Regions from separate parts of the Mus musculus genome. Here regions 1 and 3 are each linked to region 2. The links are chromatin contacts, called in public HiCAR-type and Micro-C maps. All regions are on one chromosome and are shown on one strand. Each heading gives the region's core, a stretch centred on a gene start, on an enhancer-like site or on the middle of the called end of the contact. The rest is flanking DNA. Distances are from core to core; before and after follow the strand shown.

Region 1 (4,304 bases), core at 322-2,821, 2.5 Mb before region 2:
GAAGTAGCAGCTGGTGGTGAGGGCTTGCTGACATGCCGCGCACTGCAAACACTCCTCGTGCCAGGACGACTCGTTGACTCGCATCAGGAAGCGGTCGGAGATGGGCCGCTGGCAGCCCTCGCAGACGGCGGGATGCGGGCAGTCGGAGCCTGCAGCGCACAGGGCGAGAGCCGGGCCGTCAGCGCCGCTTGGCCCAGCCCCGGAGCGCCTCCCGTCGCCTGAGGACCCCAGCCGGCGAGCCAGAGACCCGGCAGCCCTAGACAGCACGCTCCTTTCCGTAAGCTGGGGCGCCGTGAGGCCGAGGGCCTGCAGCCTTGGCTGGGCGCTGCGCTCTCCCCGCTCGCGGAGATCCAGCGGATGGTGTTATTACCAACGAGAAGGAGCTCCGCGCGGGGTGGCCGGCTGGAACCCAACCAGCGAGGTGAGGCCAGGACACTCGCTGGCTGACACGCCCCACGATGCTGTTGGAACCTTCTACCCCAAGAACCGCGGTTGGGATAGACCCGGGGATAGTTTTCTCTTCTAAAAGCTCCCCTTCCCCAGGTGACCTGGCCTCTCTCCCGGGCTCTAAGGAGACAACTTGGTTCTCCAGCATCCCTGCCACCCGCTTCCCACCCCAGCTCAGTCCAGTGTAGCAGCACTAGAACCCAGACCCGGAGAGGACGGTGTGAGTGACGGCTGAGGCTGTTCAGTCCTCTGTCTAGGTGACGTCCCTGAACGTTTTCCCCTCAGGGAGCTCTGTCTCGGTGTGCTTGTTACCCCTCCGGTGGTCATTCCAGGGGTCCGGACCCCCTCCCCACGTCCTGAAAACCTATTTTCTTTATTCTTTGCCCCTCACGCCGGTATCCACAGCGGCACGACGGACAACCCTACCCCCTGACCCGCACTATTCGAGCGTTGCGACCCAGCACTCACCCAGCAGCACCCCCAGGGTGGCGGGCCCGGGGCGAAGGGCGTGCTCCTCCATCTTGATGCCGTCCAACATCTTGATGCCGTCCAACATCTTGGCGCAGTCCGTCTGCCCGCGAGGGAAGCACCTCTCCAGCGACTCGGGACCTGTTGCTATATCCATGGGACGCCCGGCGCGCTGCGGACCCCGCCGGCTGGGCCGCTCACCCTCCGGCCCGTCCGCCCGCTCCGCTGCAGCCGGGGAGGCGCGGCGCCCGCGGGGTCGGGGCCGCCCGCTGCCCCGGGGCGAGCGTGGAGCGGCGGCGCGCTGGCCCCGGGCCCCGGCGTCGTGCGGGAGGGCCCGGGCGGCTGGCAGCCCCGCGCGCCGCTCTCTACCGGCTACTCGCAGCCACGCGCACTCGCTGCTCGCCTGTCACCTGCTTGTCAGCCCCGGGTCCCGGCTGCAGCAGCGGGCGGCACGCGGAGCCGCCCGGAGGAGTAGGAGGAGGCGGCGGCGGCGGCGGCGGGCGGGGGAGGGGGCGGGGGTGCAGGGGCGGCCCCGCGGGCTGGGGGGGCGCGGGCGTCGCAGCAGGGTCCCGGGCGGGGCGCAGCAGGCCGCGGGGCTCCAGGCGCGCTCCCCGCACTACTCCAGTGCCATGGTGCGCCCGAGGAGCCGCTCGGTTTAGAGCTGGGGCTGGCGGCGGAGGGATACTCCGGCCCCGAGCCGCCTCACCCCTCCTCAAACTTCCTGACATTTGAACTCATTGGTGCGCCTCGTATCACTGCGCCGGGATGAGCCGGCTGCTCCACGTCAAATAGTGCCGTCGCCTCCCCCCCTCCCTGCGGGAGGGCTCCCTTAGCCCCCGTCCTGCACCCCGTGCCGCGCCCTGAATCCAGGCGACCATCCTGTCCACCATTGGCAGAAGTTTGGTTAGCCATCGAAACAAATCCTGTGCCCCACCCCTCTTGAAAAATTGATTTGGGAGTTGGGGAAATCAGGCTTTCTTTTTTTTCTTTCTTGCCTTTTTTATTATTAATATTTTTGTTGTTTTTTTTTTAAGCTCCAGCGCTCAGAGGAGTGGCCCCAAGCGAGGCCAGACTGTGAGGACGGCGGGGAACGCAGCGACTTCTCCAGGGGACAGCGCCAGGCGGGAGCGGCTGGCCCAAACCCGGACTCGTAGTCTAAGGTAGGTCGCAGGGTCTGAGTTGGTGTCCCCTCGGGAGGCGGGGCCTGCACCGGACAGCCTGGTGTGCTGAGAGGGCTCCTAGGGTCGAGGGATGGGGAACATCAAATGTAAGCAAGAACCGCTGGCCCCGGACTCGCCAAAGGGAACCCTGACCTGGGGAGGGGGTGTAAGGGCTGTAGTTTGAGTAAGTAGTCCCAAAAAGCCCAGGCCTGGCAGAAATAGGGCGGGGGAATGAGTTGAGGGGGCTCTCATAGCCAGAATGGGAGATCTTGGGTGAAAGAGGACGGTCAGGCCCGGGTTGAGACCAAGAGAGTGTTAAGAGGGTCAACAGGGCTCGGAAAGATATCTTGTTCCCGGCCGGGGTCAGTGGGCGAAGGCTGGGCCTCCCAAGGCTTGGAGTATGAGGGGCAGGTAAGAAGTGGTGTCCTCAAGATCTAGGGGTGGAGGCCTGGAACGGCATGGGTACAGTCGTTCTAAGGAAATCTGTGTGACCTCTGAAATCGGTGCCCTTTCATTGTGGCTAAGGGACCTGGCCAGGGTTAGAGACTGAGCGCTGGCCACCCTTGGCAAAGTGGGCCTCGACAGCGGGCAACGCAAGGCCAGCGGCACGCAGCTGGAGACTCCTGGGTGCATCCGGCCAGACATCCGCGAGAAAACTAGAAGACGTCGCATCGGGAAACAGGGTACCTTCGGCCCCACCACTCCCGCGCGGGTTTCGTCCTGGAATAGCAGGAGGGATGGTGCGGTCCCAGGGCAGGAGTTAACAGCCCCTGCGAGCTGCTGCTGGGCGGCCCTGGCCCCTCCGGCTGTGGAGCAGCGGCGCGAAGCCGGGAGGGGATGGAGGGCTCGGAGGGCGGGTCCCCTGACCCCGCTAGAGGCGAGAGGGCGGATCAGATTTGGAGCCTGAGGGAGGCTTGGTCAGAAGTGGCCCCCTGTGCTGGGGGGGCCCCCCGGAGGGGCCCGGCTTTGTGGAGGATTAGCGGTCACCGCCCCACCCCAGTACCTGCGTGTGTGTCGGTGGGTATCGGAGTGTGTCTGTGTGTGTCCGCGCTCCCGCCTCGCGGAAGCTATTGAGAACGTGTGCACCCGTATTCCTGTGCACATACATTTTGTGTTTGTGTGTCCTTACGTCTTTCCAGGCAATGAGTGTGTGTGTTTTCGGTACACGTCTCTCGTGCTTCTATGTCATGTTTTTTACACGTCTTTGTGTGTGTCCTCGTGAAGGTGTAGATAGTGAAGATGTCTACGCCTTTGTATGCGCCTCGGCCCCTTTAGCGAATCTGGTAGATTTTTCTCTATAAGTGTGTCTCTGAGTTACCTTTGTGTTTCTGTTTGCCCCGGAGCTCCTGAATTGTTCTGTGTCGCCCAGGGGTTTTTGTGTTTGTGGCTTTGTGTTCTGTGTATTTCTCGGCGCCTTTGTGTATCCAGGAGCATGGGTATGTGGATGTAGAGTTTTCTTCACCCACCCTTCGTCCTTGTTTTTACCCAGTGTGAAAAATCTAAGGCCTTGAGCCCTGAGGTTGGGCAGAGGCCTGGGCCTGGATCTGGACCGCCTTCTCTGGGTATCTGGGCCCTGGCGCGTTACTGCGGGAAGAAGCCGAGCGGGTAAAGGCTGGGGCGTGCAGAGCCGGGAGGCACCGAACCGCTCGCAGAAGCAGCGGCCCAACCGGGTGCACTCCGCCCTCTGCTGGCCATAGTGTGTCTCTGCAACCACTGCTGGGCACCGAAAGCCCTGGTTCCAGGCCCGGAGCTTCGCCATCTCCTTCAGGCTGAGTCGAAAGAATCTTCTCTGTCTCAAACCTTAAAGACGAACCTCGGACTCTAAGCAATCGCACAGTGTTTCACCCCCATCTTCACCCTCCCATTTCCCCCACGCTCCCTGTGCCTGTCCATTTCTACCCCATTCCTCTCCGTTTTTCTTTGGCTGAATGGTGGCCCCTGTGGCCCGGCTTCAGAGGTTTCCCTGATCCTCTGGCTGGCATCTAAGACCGGGTCTGGACCTTTGACTGTGTTTGCTGCGCGTTCTGCAGTGCTTGAAGCCAGGTCTCAGCACCGAGGGCACACCTGTAGCCCCCCCCCCATTTGATGCATGGCTGGTGTGTTTTCCAAGGCTCAGAGTTTTGGGGGCCTCTCCCTGCGCAGCCCGGCCCACTCGGGTCAGGCTGCCGAAACTGTCGGCAACTGAGTCCAGAGTTCCCTGGGTGAACAGTGGCACCAAGATTGTCTCTA
Region 2 (4,012 bases), core at 266-2,765:
ACATCAGAGCTCAACAGAACACACTGGTGCTCGGGGCCAGAAAAGACCAGAGATGGAACCAGACCCGTGGCCAGCGCCTGTCAGATCGGAGGAACCCGAGGCAGATCCCCCGCCAGAACTCAGGCTGAGACTGGCGCTCCCTTCTGTGTAAGACGTGCTGAGTAGGAGGGCCGGGCCAGTGCGCTGAGCCGCGTTGTGCACTCTGAACAGCAGGGCTCAGGAATTGGAGAGCACAGGCCACACAAGTGGCCTAGGCACGCGTGTGCAAGGCGTTCATGCTCCAGCGCTTGCTGGCGGGATGGCCGCTGCCTACCTGAAGTAGTCCATCTTGCAGTAGATCTCCTTGTTCTTGATGTAGCAGCTATTCTGCTGCCTCAGCGATGTGCGACACACGGAGCACTCGAGGCACCGCACGTGCCAGATGAGGTTGTTGACCTGGGGAGGGGGCAGAGGTGGGGGTCGGCTTGGCGCGGGCCTCTTTCACGCCCGCCCCCAGCCTCCCCAGCCTCATTTGCAGAGACAGAGAGACACTGAAGCTCAGAAGGGGCGTATGGCTTCCCTACTTTTCTTCTATAATACAGAGAGGCTCAAGGAAATTGAGATACAGCCTTGCATTCTCTTGTTGGAACCGGGGCAAAAGGAGACCTCCTGTTTGGGAACACTTGCCCAAAGCTGCGCGATCGGTTAGCGGTTGGATTGGGAGGCCGAGGAAAATGGACCTGGCAAGGTCATTGCTTCCCTACAGCTCTTGGGGCTGCAAACCACACCCGTGGGCAAGCAGGCACACCTACCCTGACTCACCTTGAGCAGATACCGGTCCAGGATCTCCAGACCGCAACTGGAGCAGATATTCTTGCCGGCAGACGGCACGGAAGAGGCAGCAGAGGGCGGCGAGCAGACAGACGGTGTGCTGGGCGTACATGGGGAGGCTCTACCTTCGTCCTTGTCCAGAGCGCCTGCCAAGGCCTCTGCGTCTGACTGAGCCTGAAATGGGAGAGAGGAACAGCGAAGCGCTTAGCCGAGTACTCAGAGTTGAATCTGGTTTCCTCGCGCACCGACTGACACCGAAATGTGCCAGGGATGTCGCGCCCTAGGCTGGAGTACAAGAATGAAAGGACCTATTGGAGAAGAAGGGACGGCCCCCAACTTTTAACACAGCGCATCCTGGGTGCAGGAAGCAGCCAAAGCTCACATTCCAGGCCAGAAAAACCAAGGCTCAACGAGAGGCGGCTCCTATCGGCAGTTTTCCAGCGCAGGGGTAGAGGTTGGTAGCCGGAAGGCTGAGCCAGAAGCCCTGGCCTGTGCTGTTGGGGGGACTCGGGGCCGAAAGCAGGACCGAAAGGACTCACCATGGCAGGCGGAGCGGTCCCTTCGAGACAGCGGGTGGTCGCTTTGCAGCCGGACCCTGGCTGGGCCATCACCTGGGGGAGGGGGAGGGAATGCAGGCGACGGCGGCTGCTGAACTGGCTCGGAGCTGTCAGAGCCCAGCGCCTCCCCTCGCCTGTTATATAAACCGGCGCTGAACAATGAGTCCTAACTTTGTAGTGGGCATTTAAAGCCCTTCCCCACAAAAGCGGTGTCTCTCTAATGAAGCAATTTGAATTTGGATTGGGTTTTTTTCCCTCTCTCTCCCCCTCTCCCTGCACTTAACCCGTGGCTCTTGAAGTAATCGCTTAGTTCCTTTGCAATCCAAGCCTCTGAGGGGGAAAAAAAACACGCGCACACACACAAACTACCTGCAATTAGAAATTGTCGTGAATGCCCAAGATAAGAGGTAGCCAGAGTGTCAATTCCAACTGTCAATCAGTGAGATCCATCAGGCCGCCCAAAGAATTGCAAATTTGATTTTTTAATGGTAGTAATTAAAAATCGAATTTTTTTCTCCCTCCGCCCCCTCCCTTCTCCTACTCTCGGTACAAAATGCAAAAAGGAGAAAAGAGAGAAAGAAAGAAAATAAAAAGGAGATGGGGGTGGTGGTGGTGGTAGTGGTGGTGGTGGTTGAGAAAATAAAACCCAGAGCGCTAGGAGCATCCGCCCGCTCGACGCGCGCCGGGAAATTGAAGCGGGGATATTGACACCGATTCAAACGCCTTTGGAGGGCCAGTTCAAGGGAAGCCCCAAGCCAAAGAGGGCGAGATCGGCGAGTGAAATGAGGCCAAAAAGAGAAAAGAGAGGCCTCTTGGAGGAGGAAAGAGAACCCTCCAGACTCTTGGAGCTCCCGGGACCGGCCCCTCATCGAGATCCTCAGCGTTGCGCCGGCACAACCTCTGGCGCATCGGCGCTATCAGCGTCTATTCAGACGGACAATACTGGCCTCGCCTCCTCTTGATTCGCCTATGTCTTTGCTAAATCGCTTTTTGAGAAATTCCTCCAACATTTGCATAATGTGTTCCCGCTTTCCGCGACCCCCCACCCCCGCCTGCCCGCTCGCACGCTCACACACTTGCAGACACACTCTCCCGGGCTCACTCAGCACCCCTCCTTCCTGCTGCCGCCCGCCACCCGACCCGGCCCGGTTGAATCCCGGCTCCCGCTGGCCCCAGGATCCCCGACGCTCACCCACTCGCCTGCTTGCTCACCTGGTCGGTGGTGGGGCCGCCCTCCGCCGGCAACCGGCAGCCCTCGGGCAGCGCCGGGGCGGCGCTCTCATGCTTCCAGTACATGGGCCCGGGAGCGGGAGGGCTCGGTGGGCGCGCAGTGCGAAGAGAGGCGCAGAGTGGGGCCTCGGGCGTCCTGGGGGCAGAGGCTGCTGGGAGAGCTGGAGAACCGAGGCTCCGGCCCCGCCGCCCCGGGCCCAGCCCCAGCTCCCCGCCCCCGGCCTGAGCGCAGTCCTGGCCTCCCTGGCTGCCAGCACCACTGCCTCTGAAGAAGGTCCCGACAAACTTGGAGAGGTCCCTGCAGCTGCTTCTGCGGCTGCCGCCTCCTCCTCCTCTTCCTCCTCCTCCTCTTCCTCCTCCTGTTCTCCCTCCTCGTTGTCCTCCTCCCCTTCCAGCTGCGGCGACGACCGCCCTGCCGCTGGAGCCCCGCTCCGTTCAAGATGAGTCATGCGTGACCAATCCCCTCCCCGCTAAGAAGAGCGAGACACTCCAAAGGAGGCAGAGACTCAGAGACATACACACACAGAGAGACACACTGAAACTAGGCGCTACAGGGAGACTCTTGGAACATGCTAACATACAAAGACACTGGCGGGGCACATATCCTCACAGCTCCTTCTGCCGCCCCTCCCTCAAGGGCACCCACTGCCGCCCTCACACAACGTTAATAGGTGCGAGAGGAATCCGTGGTCAGCCCATCTACAAGGCTGGATTCCACATGAAGCCACGTTCTGTTGATGTAGTGCTGAGCCTGGTATATTTGTGTCGCAAATGGTCACCTGCTCACACCAATCCTTCAGGTCCTAGACTTCGACACACCCCTCAAACTCCTGCAAAAATATCCCTGCTTCATGACAACCGGAGCTTGCACCAGCTTCTAAAGGCTGAACAGGGCTGGGGGCAGGGGAGCCTGTGCTAGTGAGAGTGGGAGGGTAGGTCCCTTGGTTCTTTTGGAATGAATTACTTGGGACATCCACTTCCACTTCAAGATTTACCTAATCATACTTTCTACGTACTATAGGACTCTAAGGATGATGAGAGTTAGGGAAAGGCAAAGACCCAGACATTTAGATAGCAGGCACAAGCCCCAAACAGAGAACTCTCAAACTCAAAGGTCTGACACTGACAAACACTGACATTTATAGCCTCAGCCTTCTTCCTCAAACACCAACTATGCCAGAGAAGTGTGTAAATGTGTGTCTTCTTCTAAAACACTGTGCACACTCAGACTTAGACCTAGTCCTGCATAGAGCTACCCACCCACCACACAGACCACCCCTCCCTAACTGCCCTCATTTACAGATGTAAACAGCACCCCCTCAAATCACGCTTACACTTGTACACACAGCCGTACTCAGGAGAGGCCAAGTTCCTATGGAGCTCCAAACCCTGTATAACCTCTGTTATGAGGCATC
Region 3 (4,103 bases), core at 102-2,601, 2.2 Mb after region 2:
GTTCCACCAGACACCTAGCCATTGCCCCGGGTTCAGCCACGAGACTCAGGGCTGGCAGTTGGGATTTGCTGGGCAGGCCATGTTATTGTTAGTTCTTGTGCAACCAGGTGGCAGGGTGGGTCCAGAGTGGGAGAGCTAGTGGGATGGAGTACCCCATAGGAAGGAAGAGAATAGGCCTCTGGTCTTTAAGAACTGCCAAGTATATCCCGGAGTGAGAAGATCCAAATAGGAAAAGAAAAAGAGGGAGCGATTAAGAAATTCGCTGAGTGCCTACTATGCTCTATATATTTTCCACTCATTTCTTTCATCACACCCAAACACCTAAAAGGAGGGGGCCTTCTTGTTTCCCTTTGAGAAAGTCAAACATTGTAAAGGAGGTTGAGTCACTGTCTCCGGATCACACTGCACGTACATGGGAGAGAGCTATGGACTCCTTGTTTCTTTTTCTGAGTTCCTAAAGACATGCCTCCAGACTGCAGAGCTTTGGAGAAATCCAGGAGCTACACGCCTGGCAGTATAGTCCCTAGCTCACTTGAAGAGAGGATATGCTGGCCGGCCCGCTACCCTTGGGAGTCATTGCTCTGGTGGCACTTGCGCCTGGTCCCCGGGAGGGCTGCGCTGCTAAACGCAGCGCAGAGAGTAGCGCCCCAGACCGAAGCCCAGATGGGCGGGAAGCAGCCGAAGGCTCTTGAAACAGTACTCCTGGTCTGTCTTCTCTGCCCCTCCTCAACCCCAGGTTCCAGAGGCCAAGGGGGAGAATGGAGACTTCCTCAAGCATCCTTTGGCAGCGCTTTTTTAGGACAGAGACTCCAGGAAAGGTTTAATTTTTCTTCCTGAAGAAACACAGGAAACTGTTCGCAGCCTAGAAAACTCCAAACCCCGCGCTCTCCCTTCTCCCTCCCTTGCGCCTCCTCCTCCAGCCTCGCCCACCAGCTCCCACCACCTCCTCTCTCCGCTCCTCTCCTCCTCTAGCCTTTCCCCTCCCTTTGGGTCTCCCGCCTTCCCGGAGCACGCGCTGCCAAGGCCTGGGGCGGCGGGCGGCCAATGGCACGGCGGCAGGACGTGATGTCAGGCGCGGCTGTAGAAAAGGCGCGGAGGCTTGCGCTGGCGCGGACTGCAGAGCCGAGGCTGAGCTCGGCGCGCGCTTGGGTAGCGTTGCGCGCGGCTGGGCCCGCGGCCGTCGGCTCCTCCTCCCACTCTGCTCCTCCTCCTTTTTCCTCCTCCTCCACCTCCTCCGCCGCCGCCTCCTCCTCCTCTTCCTCCTCCTCCTCTTCAATTCTCCCAGTGGCTCGGCTCAGCTCGCAGGCTTCGCGGAGACCCCCTACTCCAGTTCGCCTTTGGTTGGGAACACACCCCGGGGGGAAGAGACGTGCAGGCATCTGGGCCGCCGCGGGCACCTAGCTGTTCCTGGGTGAACCCCGACTGCAGCCACCGCCGCCTGGGGCAGAGTTTGCGCCCCTGATTTGCGCCCTGGGCGCCAGAACCCAGCTAGCGATGCCTGCGGCGTGAAAGCGCCCACAGCGGGCGCCGACCTCTGCCCTGGTCTCCCGCCCCCACCTCACCCCCTGCCCTTGTGACCCTGGCTTCGGCGCCGCCGTCCAGGCGCCCCGCGATGTAGCTGCCCCCACGCCTCGGCGGGAGGCGTCCTGGCCCGCAGGCGCCCGCGGCCCGGAGCCCAGCCTGGGGGCGCAGCCGAGCTCGGGCGGGGCCGGGGCCGCGGTGGCGATGCACTGGGCCGGTTAACGCCGGGAGCGCCAGGCAGCTGAGGCGGGGGGCAAGCCCTTCCTCGGGGCAGCCGCATCCCCGGTCCCGCCGCGATGCTGTTCCACAGTCTGTCGGGCCCCGAGGTGCACGGGGTCATCGACGAGATGGACCGCAGGGCCAAGAGCGAGGCTCCGGCCATCAGCTCCGCCATCGACCGCGGCGACACGGAGACGGTAGGCGCGCGGCTGTGGAGTTGGGGCTGAGAGCTGGGACCTGGCGGGGCCAGCCAGCGCCTCTGTTCCCCGAACTTTAGGTAGAGTCCTCCGAGACGCACGGGACCAAGGCTGGGGAATCCTCGGACAGGGTGCAAGGCCCGGGGCACCAGACTCAGGGGAAACTCAGCTGCTAGAGAGGAGGAGGGAGTCAAGGTTGAAACCCAGATCTGGACTGCGAGGGTGGAGGAGAACGTTGTTCTAGAAGTGGAAGGGGAGTGGAAGTGGAGGCCACTCTCTTCTCTCCGCTCCCGGAGGCGCTCCGGTCCACAGACCTGACTCTCCACTACTTTGCTCCTGGTGCTGGCGCCGACGCCTCGGGAAAAGGGAGAACCGGTGGAAGCCCTAGCTGGTTTGAATCGCTTTCAGTCTTCTGGCAGTCTGGGATTCTCTCCTTAGCTCAGTTTCAGGGCCCTGCGACATCTGGGCCAGCACTTTCCGTTGATCGTGACCCGTGTTCCTAACTGGCTAGATTTGGCCAGGCAATGGTTCGGAGTTCAGTCACCGGCCTGGCTTCTGCGGAAGGAGACTCCATTAGGTTCTCTGTACCTGGCTCTGCTGTCCCGGCCCCAAATAGCCTCCCCCGGGGCCAGACTAGCAGACGCTGCCTAAGCAGCGGCTGCAGTGACCTTTAGAGACCGAGGAGGTGGGAAGCCTGGCCCGAGTTTCTCCCTTCTAGAGCCACAGCTCCGTGACCTCCGGGTTTCCCCTAAGCCTTTCTTTCCGGATAAACCTCCGCTGCTCAGTTTTATTAGGAAAAAAATTTCACATGGGCCTGCCTTGCACCCTCCTGGAAGGTCGCCCTGTATCCCACTTAACCTACTCGCAAGACCCAAGCGGGAACCAGAAGTTGCTGGACTTGCCCTGGGCTGAACCTTTGGTCTAAGGATCAAGAGGCTACTGAGGCTTGGGGCCAGGAACCCTGCTGCCTCTGAAGAGGAGTACCGGTGGAGGAAGACTTTTAATACTCACCTTACTTTACTGTCTTGGTTCTTTTCTGAGGCCCAGCACCTTTAATAAACACTTTGAGGAATTCCCTTGGAGAGCTTGGGGGAAGAGACCCCTCTGTCCCAATACTTAACCGCTGTGAGGATATCCTGGGGCAAGGGCACGAGGGCAGGAATAGGGAGACCTAAGGCCTGAGAACAACTTAGAACTGTAAAGTGTTGCTGCAGCGGCTTGGCTCGGTGGTTGCCTGGAGCTGAGCTGTGCAGCTTGGGCCTGGTAGATGGAGAAAATGGGCTGCCCAGTTAGACCGTCCTCTAGGCGGATTCAGATATAACCAGGGCCAGGGAAGGAGCTCAGGGAGAGTTTTCTTGGTGGGAGCATAGCTGTAGGCTGTCCCTTATGGCAGTGTTCTGTCTTTCTCCTTTTGTAGACCATGCCGTCCATCAGCAGTGACCGGGCAGCGTTGTGTGCTGGCTGTGGGGGCAAGATCTCTGACCGCTACTACCTGCTGGCAGTAGACAAGCAATGGCACATGCGCTGCCTCAAGTGCTGTGAATGCAAGCTCAACCTGGAGTCGGAACTCACCTGCTTCAGCAAGGATGGCAGCATCTACTGCAAAGAAGACTACTACAGGTAGATCCTACCCAGACCCTGCCCATTGGCCTTCAGGGACCCACACCTTCCACCTCCTTGGCTTTCACTCCCAGTCCAGGTTGCCCCACCCAAGACCCTTCTTCTCCAAGCCAGCACCCACCAAAATTTGGTGACAACTTTCTAAATTAGCAATTCGGGGCACCCTTGGAAAGAATCATGAAGTGTAGGAACAGAAAAACCAATGTTACCCTCCTTTCTGAGTTTAGGGTGCTTAAAAAGTCAGCCTGGGTGGGTGGGGTCTTCATGCTACTTTCCCTTTTGAAGTTTCTTGACTCAACCAGAGGAGACAGAAATAAGACACCCCAAACTCTGGCAGCCTGGCTGACGTGAGAGCACATTGGAGGGGGAGCTAGAATAGTTCAGCAGCTTGGGGTCTTTGGGGTTGGGGGTGAGGCCTATAGTAAAAGGTGGCCAGGGTTAAAAAGTAAGGGCCACGGTCGTCTTTCTCTTCCCCAGCCTTAGAGTTAGGGTCTATTTATAGATTCTCTCTGTGTGTCTCTATCTCTATTTCTCTCTTTTCCCATC

The links. A called contact is a pair of places that touch in the nucleus more often than the background predicts. HiCAR-type assays count read pairs that join an accessible place to other places.
Region 1: a contact with region 2 is called in a HiCAR-type map of embryonic stem cells, with 9 times the contacts expected there. The contact joins the promoter of Lmx1b here to the promoter of Lhx6 in region 2. A contact is called at or near these places in 1 of 39 promoter capture datasets (embryonic stem cells), 7 of 484 Hi-C or Micro-C datasets (embryonic stem cells and epiblasts) and 3 of 115 datasets of contacts at active chromatin or transcription factors (all in embryonic stem cells).
Region 3: a Micro-C map of embryonic stem cells shows a contact between it and region 2, with 12 times the contacts expected there. The contact joins the promoter of Lhx2 here to the promoter of Lhx6 in region 2. A contact is called at or near these places in 4 of 39 promoter capture datasets (cranial neural crest, embryonic stem cells, frontonasal cranial neural crest and 1 more), 27 of 484 Hi-C or Micro-C datasets (LSK cells, cerebellum, differentiating embryonic stem cells and 6 more), 8 of 115 datasets of contacts at active chromatin or transcription factors (embryonic hindbrain, embryonic stem cells and stem cell-derived neural progenitor cells) and 1 of 9 other capture datasets (embryonic stem cells).

What each region holds. Positions count from the first base shown.
Region 1 is chr2:33,639,527-33,643,830 of GRCm38.p6, forward strand. Lmx1b (LIM homeobox transcription factor 1 beta) reads right to left here and starts at 1,572. Exons shown (of 8, transcript NM_010725.3): 1 at 916-1,572; 2 at 1-149. The coding sequence starts at 1,072. Gm39790 (a long non-coding RNA gene) reads left to right here and starts at 135. Exons shown (of 3, transcript XR_866136.3): 1 at 135-421; 2 at 544-704; 3 at 853-945. It overlaps C130021I20Rik (Riken cDNA C130021I20 gene), which reads left to right and starts at 1,667. Exons shown (of 3, transcript NR_046275.1): 1 at 1,667-1,818; 2 at 1,950-2,075; 3 at 2,601-4,304.
Region 2 is chr2:36,102,545-36,106,556 of GRCm38.p6, forward strand. Lhx6 (LIM homeobox protein 6) reads right to left here and starts at 1,516. Exons shown (of 9, transcript NM_001083126.1): 1 at 1,350-1,516; 2 at 802-984; 3 at 314-435. The coding sequence starts at 1,418.
Region 3 is chr2:38,349,957-38,354,059 of GRCm38.p6, forward strand. It overlaps Lhx2 (LIM homeobox protein 2), which reads left to right and starts at 1,352. Exons shown (of 5, transcript NM_010710.4): 1 at 1,352-1,937; 2 at 3,355-3,557. The coding sequence starts at 1,818. It overlaps Gm27197 (a long non-coding RNA gene), which reads right to left and starts at 784. Exons shown (of 2, transcript XR_374289.3): 1 at 1-784.